2 separate regions of the Pan troglodytes genome follow, and region 1 is linked to region 2. A link is a contact called in public Hi-C data. All regions are on one chromosome and are shown on one strand. Each heading gives the region's core, a stretch centred on a gene start, on an enhancer-like site or on the middle of the called end of the contact. The rest is flanking DNA. Distances are from core to core; before and after follow the strand shown.

The links. A called contact is a pair of places that touch in the nucleus more often than the background predicts.
Region 1: a Hi-C map of induced pluripotent stem cells shows a contact between it and region 2, with 1.6 times the contacts expected there. The contact joins the promoter of ARHGAP28 here to the enhancer-like site in region 2. A contact is called at or near these places in 2 of 7 Hi-C or Micro-C datasets (induced pluripotent stem cells and stem cell-derived neural progenitor cells), 1 of 1 datasets of contacts at active chromatin or transcription factors (stem cell-derived excitatory neurons) and 1 of 1 other capture datasets (stem cell-derived neural stem cells).

What each region holds. Positions count from the first base shown.
Region 1 is chr17:24,164,300-24,167,651 of NHGRI_mPanTro3-v2.0_pri, reverse strand. It overlaps ARHGAP28 (Rho GTPase activating protein 28), which reads left to right and starts at 1,715. Exons shown (of 19, transcript XR_001711230.4): 1 at 1,715-1,995.
Region 2 is chr17:24,014,928-24,018,415 of NHGRI_mPanTro3-v2.0_pri, reverse strand. It overlaps ARHGAP28 (Rho GTPase activating protein 28), which reads left to right. Exons shown (of 19, transcript XR_001711230.4): 11 at 3,165-3,327. Among named protein-coding and RNA genes, the nearest start is that of ARHGAP28, 150 kb to the left of the region's middle. Within about 2 kb of position 1,600, at least 4 of the 24 cell types and tissues checked have an H3K27ac peak or open chromatin away from gene starts, as enhancers often do. A contact at or near this core is called in induced pluripotent stem cells and stem cell-derived neural stem cells, where this site is marked.

The DNA of each region.
Region 1 (3,352 bases), core at 466-2,965, 150 kb before region 2:
TTTAACTTCACATTTTAAGAAGGTATTGTCTTAGTTTTATGCATTGGCATAAAGCACAGTAAATAAACAGATGCCTCTTTTTATCTGAAAATTTTGGAGAATAAAGCATTCTTTGTATGTCTTTTCCATACACTCATGCTTAGTAAGTTTCTTTGTCCATAAAATTGGGATAATAATACTACCTGCCTCATAGAATTGTTTAAACAGCTAATGTACACCATCTAACACTAAGTATGTTAGCAAATTTAGTCATTATTATCTCACCCCTTTAATTAATAAAACATTTTAAAAAAGCATTTTGGATGAAAAACTTGTTTTCCCAACCTCTGAAAGTGCAATGAAAATAAATGTGTCCCTTCTTGTTGAATGTAAAGAGCAAAGAGTACCCCCATTTCTTGAAAACCTAATATGTACTTGTTGCTTTAATCCCACGAGATGAACGTTATTTTCCCCATTTCACAGATGCAGCAACAGAGATTCCGAGATGTTAAGTAGCATGATCAAGTTGCCCTCCAGTAAGGGATAGATTAACTTGTCTTTCCACTTCATCTAGCTCCTAGAGATGCACGGAAGAGACAGCAGATAAAGCACATTGTCCGTGTGAGTAAAACATTCACGTGGGCCTCTTCCTAGGCATACTTCTGGTTACTTTTTAATCAGCTATAAGAATGTTGTTTTTCCATTTGTGCTATTAGTCCTATGTGGATAAGGACATACTTCAGACTCAAGATTTCTAATGATGCCCCTTTTAATCTACCTCGAACCAGTCCCTACATCGTCCCCCACCAACAGTAACTTCTGGAAATAACATCCATTTGGCTTATAATAATAAAGTCTAATTTTCAGACAAGCTGCAAACGGTATCTGTTAATGTGATCATGATTGGGAGGAGGAAAGGGATGTGAGAGTGAGGTAAGAGTCTGGTAGTGGCGCACTGAGGGTGTGGGAGGGAAGCGTTCCCTTGCTGTAAAAGGGGATTACCTGACCCAAAAGGAAATCAAGTTTATTGTAACTTGACTAAGTAAACAGCAATGTAATCCAGTTCTTCAATTTTTGATGTGGATGCTTTAAATGAGAGAGTGTCACATTTTCTCCTTTTCTTCCCCAGAGCACACATATCAAACCTGGCCTCTCTCCTCAGCCTGAGGTATGGTTTCTTAGTCTCACTCCTCGCAGCCAGGCAGGAAATGTTCCCAGCCACAGGATAAGCCTCCAGTTGGAAGAGGGCTGGGAGGGGGAGTGAGAAAAGGAAAAAAAAAAGAAACAAAGAAAAACAAACTTTACTAGAGCCGCTAGCAGGAGCCCCAAAGGATCCCGGCCGGTTTCCAGTTTCCTAGAAGCGGGGATCACACCTCCCCGCGCACTCCCGACACATGCGCGCGCACGCACACACAGGCGCACACACACAGGCACACACACAGGCACACACAGGCGCGCGCACACAGGCACACACATGGACACAAGGGCGCGCACACACAGGCACAAACACACAGGCGCGCACACAGGCGTGCACACGTACACAGGCACACAAACAGGCACACACAGGTACACACACAGACACAGGCACAGACGCACGCACACACACAGGCACACAAACAGGCACACACAGGAACGCGCGCGCACACACACACACACACACACACACGCACTATGCCCGCCCCCACTCCAGCCCGTGGGCGTGGTTCCCAGCGTCTGCGAATTCGCGCGCCCGGGGCGGGGCGGGCCTGCCCGGGGGCCCCTGACAGCCGCGGGAGAGAGCGCCTGGTCGCACCTCGGGCCGCGCCGCCCAGCTGCTGACAGCCTCCCGGCGCGCCGGTCCATGCTGGTCCCGGTCTTTGTTCTGGGGCCGGCGCCGAGACATGCGCGGCTGACGATGGAGGTGGAGGACTCGGGCGGCGTGGTGCTGACCGCCTACCACTCGTACGCCCGCGCCCAGCCCCCCAACGCCGAGTCGCGCTGCGCGCCCCGCGCCGCAGCCAGCCACCCGCTCAGCAGGTACCCGGAGCCGCTCCCACCAGGGCGGCGCAGTCGCGCTGGGCTTGGGGGGTTCGCCGTGCAGCTGCGCCTTCTGCCTGAGCGCACGACCGCCGTCACTGGATGTTGTTTCAAGTTTTGGTGGACTAGATGAGTGAGCCTGGGGTTCTTTGCACTGTCTTTGACTGGAGGTGGGAAACGCTCGAAGGCTCCACCAGCCTGGGCTGAAGTCGTTGGCTAGCAGAGATTAGCAGCAGGATTGCATTCTTGATACGATTTGAGGATAAGTCATGTATATCTCATTTCGGCCAAAGTTGCCTATAAAACATCGGGAAATTAAAAAATATTCCAAATGAAACACAAGCAGCACATGAAAAGAAAACAGTAAATGAATAACCCTAAATCCTCAGAATACTCCTTTTGAGAGCTTGTTCAGTAACTGCATGCCTGGTTTAAAATTTAGGTTGAGAAATTCTCTAAAAAGTACACCTCAATAGACTTTTAAAGACAATTTTATTTCTACATGTTAAAGCCTTTCAATTGTATAAAGGCATTGGTGTCGTTATTTGATTACTGCTAATGTCAACTCTATGCTGTCAATGCAATTATATTTCCTTTTGGTCAAAAGAAGTCTATAAGCATCTCATCCTGTACATTTCAGATTTAATCAAGGATCTATGTTAAATTACTCTATCAGTGATCATCCATTTGATGCAAGATCAAGGCCAGTGAGACTTTCATTAACTGAAACAAAAACGTTTAAGTGGGTAGACAAAAGTATTATGATGAGTGAGATGGTTAGATATTTAATACATATTTGGGGGAAGTTTTATTTGTGTAAATGTGACTATCTGATCCACCGACGAGTGCTTTTCTTTACAAGGGGGCAGTTTGAGTGGTGTGTTTTCATCATGTTTATTTTTAATCATTTCTTTTATCTCATACTTTTAACTTTAGTTGTGCGATAATTACTTCTGTTTCCTAATTTAATTGATTGTGATTTTAATTGATTTCCTAATTAACAGATTGTGACTTTATTTCAAGGAATATCTTTTTGGCTAGTATCCATGAGAAGAACAAAGTACATTGGCAAGAGATCTATGTTGGGCTTGGCTAACAAAGAAAATGTTGTTTCTTTCAAAAACAGCAGGTTGAGTGAAATCTCATTTTTATATAAAGACAGTGGGAAAATAACATTTTTTTTCCAGCTTTAGGAGTTGTGCATATACTTTTAAAGGCTGCTCGAAGATATAAACTGGCATTTGTCTTTAGGGTATTTTCTTTTCTAAACATAATTATTGGCTGTAAGTACTCAGATTATGACTAACTATAAATATATATATATGTGTGTGCGTGTGTGTGTGTGTGTGTGTGTTTT
Region 2 (3,488 bases), core at 351-2,850:
TACCAGCCCTGTGGTCCGCTAGTGTATCATTACTATGAACGGTCTGGCCTGGCTTTGTGCTTTAAATGCTTGGGGAGGCTGACAGGGGAGCAGCCCTGGGAGGAAGCTGCTGGTTTTAGCCAAACAGGGAACACGCAGCTGTGGAGCCAAGTCCCAGACTTGAGGCCTCAGCTCATTTGGAACCAATTTAATGCTTTGGTTGGTGTTTGCAATGATTTTCTTTTCAAAAATGACAGAAATTTGAGCCAAACACCGGGGAATATATTTTATGGAAAGAGGCAGACTGTTTGACATGCGAGATTTTCTTTTTTGACTAGTTTGAATCATTCCAAGGCTGTTCTAAATGTTTTATAATTACCTCACCTGGCTTATTTAGGCTGGTCATTTGCATTTGTATAAAACTACCTCCAAAATAGAGGCACATTGCATTTTTGCTGAAGGGAGATTTAATGACAAGACTTCTCATCCTTGCCTAGTCAGGGGTCAGAAAAACAGGGCTTCTGAACCTCTAAGTGCTCCCCATCTTTGGCAAGGTAAACTCATACCCGGTTGACGTGGTTTCACATTGGGGCCACCACAGAAATGTCAGCTCTGTTCAGAACCAAAAAAAGACATTATTTCTCTCAGTGTTGCTTTATACTAGCCATCCAGACAATATGACGCGGTATTATTCCCTAAACAGTCACGCCGCATACGCGTGGGATTCCCATAGTAATGATACTGCAGGTTAGAATAGACCTGAGAGTGGGGGAGGGGCGAGCAGCCAGTGCGGTGTTTATTGAGAGCTGTCAGCATGGCAGGCCCTGCCCTGTGAGCTCTACATGATATTATTTGTTTTGATCTTGGGAATGTCGTTTTAATATTCCATTGTACATTGAGAAGCTTGAAGCACAGACCATAACCTAGTCAGTTGCTGAGTTCGGATAAAAGCCTAAAGGATCTGGTTGTAGCACCTGCCCTTGACCCTGGTGCCCTGTTGCCCCTTAGGTGACTGGGAACTACTCACAGGTTAGGACGGCCACATTTGTGATTCAGATAGATTCCTTTGCAGAGGTATGTGGAAAATGAATTTGAATTCTTCTCCTCTCGCTGGTGCTTCCTGTGCACTTGGAAAACAATGTCCCCTTTGCTTTACTGCAGTGGTACCAGGCGACTGATGGGAAATGCTTACTCCTCCTCCTGTGTTTTTCCTGTTAACAACACTGCCATCTGCCCATTACAAATCAGATGGAAATCGTCTTGGAAAATCATCTCGGATGATTATTTCTCCCTTTGAGTCTCATATTCAATCCATCACTGATTCTTGAGAATTTTCCCTCCTGGGCATTTCTTCAATGCCTCCTCTCCTTTCTATCCTACAACTGTTTATCCAGATTAGTCCTTAGTTATCCCTCCCTGGAAGTGGTGCTGTGGCTTGATAACTGGGTTCTTTGCCTGTCACTTGCTTCCACCCACCCGACCTATGCCAAGCTCCACGCTCCCCCAAATCATTTTTCCATCTGGCTGTCAGAAAAGACAAATCTACCCTTGCCATTCCCGTGCTTAGAGATGTTCCAGGCTGCCTCATTGCCTACAGCGTGAAGGCTAGTCCCCTTAGCACTGGCGCTCGCTGCTCTCCAGCCTTGTTGCTTGCCCTAGATGCGCCAGCAAGGCTGAATGAACTGGAGTTCCCCAGACACACTGGATCTGCTGGCATTTGTGTCACTGCTTGAGCAGGATCCCCTTCTATTTCCTATTCCCTGTAATCCTCAAGACTTGCCCCTAGCAGAGTTTGACTCCTCTCTTTCCTGGCTGCATAGCACCAATACATGACTTTTCTTATAGCATGTGCACTCTAAATTAGTCGTATCAGCTCATGAAATAGTCCCACCCACTAGATTACAGGACACCGAAAGGCAAAGAATGGATCTCATGCATCCTCTTTTCAGAGCCCACTCTATCTCTTTCATTTTAGGAAGAACTTTATATTTATGCTTAAGGTTTTGTAAAGTGTATTTATCACCAGAGGGTTTCTTGATTAGCCAAAGTATTCCTATAAGATTGAAAGCTTCTCCAGGGCAAGATGAAAATCTCCTTTTGATCTTATCAGTAGAGGTTAGAGGGTGCATCAGAATCATGTGTATCTCTGCAAGAAACTTGTGCTGCCAGGGACCTCCAGTTTTCAGGCTCTGGGAGCCAAGAGAGTGATTATGTCTGGCTGGTTAATGAGCTAATCCTTATTAGGAAAAGGTCAGATGTGCACACTGACTCTGGCTGTGCATGCTCAAGGCCAGAAGAATTAGGCTTCTCATGAGAATAAAGCAGAGGTCTTAAAGAAACAGAGCTTTTAGAGTTCCCTTTCTAAGTATCTTTTCTGGAGCAGTTAGTGTCAGCTGGGAGACTGACTATAACTGCTGGCATTATAGGTAAACCTTGTAGTTCAAAGGAGCAGTAAAAAATGAGTTTGCCTTTGAAAAGAAACATGAAGCCTGAGTGGCATTGATAATCAGATGAATTCATAATGTAAAATTTGTTAGCCAAGTAGAACTTACGGAGGCTTAGAGGTTTTTTTAAAAGTATTTGCACAGTGTTCCAAACCTTACAAAGGATTGGGCAAGCATGCAAACATGTGGAAGGCATGTGTCTGTCTTGGAATAAAACTTCGCTGTCACTGCTCCAGGAAGATGTCATAGGTTTGCATGTTGCAGCGAGGTCAGAGTTACTTTATTGGGATATTTCTCATTCTGTTTGTGAACTGGCTGAGAGGCAAACCTTCTTGATCTAATTTAGAAACAGAAGAGAGGATGGCAGAAGGGATTATGAAAAGAGGGGGAACGGAGACTTTGTCAGAATCTAACAGTGTATTTATCATGTGGGAATAGTGGTATTCTGCCAAAACCACAGAAATGAAACTGTGATCAGAGTAGAGAACTTCTATATTTGTGTAGAATTAGAAAATTATTTCAAGATCAACATTATTTTTTAAATATTTTAGAAAATTGTTTTTAAAAATTCATCCTCACATAGCTATTTACCTTAATCATGTTGAAAAAAATTACTCTTGGTAGACATTACTTTACCAGTCTGTTTACAAAAACAGTTTATATAAGAACAGTTTTCGAAGGGGAAAATGGGGTCAGGTGGTAAAAATGCATTGAATACTGACTGTTTTCCTTGATTTACAGCAATACCGTGAAGAACTTGATGCCAAGTTTAATGCTGATAAATTTAAATGGGACAAAATGTGCCATAGAGAAGCTGCAGTAATGTTGAAAGCGTTTTTCAGAGAACTACCCACCTCTCTCTTCCCTGTGGAATATATACCTGCCTTCATCAGTCTAATGGAAAGTAAGTGGAAGACGTTATATGTGAATATGCTAAGATATAAGGTCAATAAAGTGAGAGCAGAAGAGAGATGCTGAATCAAATGTGCTCATGTATAGATTTGCTGTGTCCTGACAGTGCTTGGTGGAATATTAAGTTTGATGGCAAACAGTCACCTACTTACA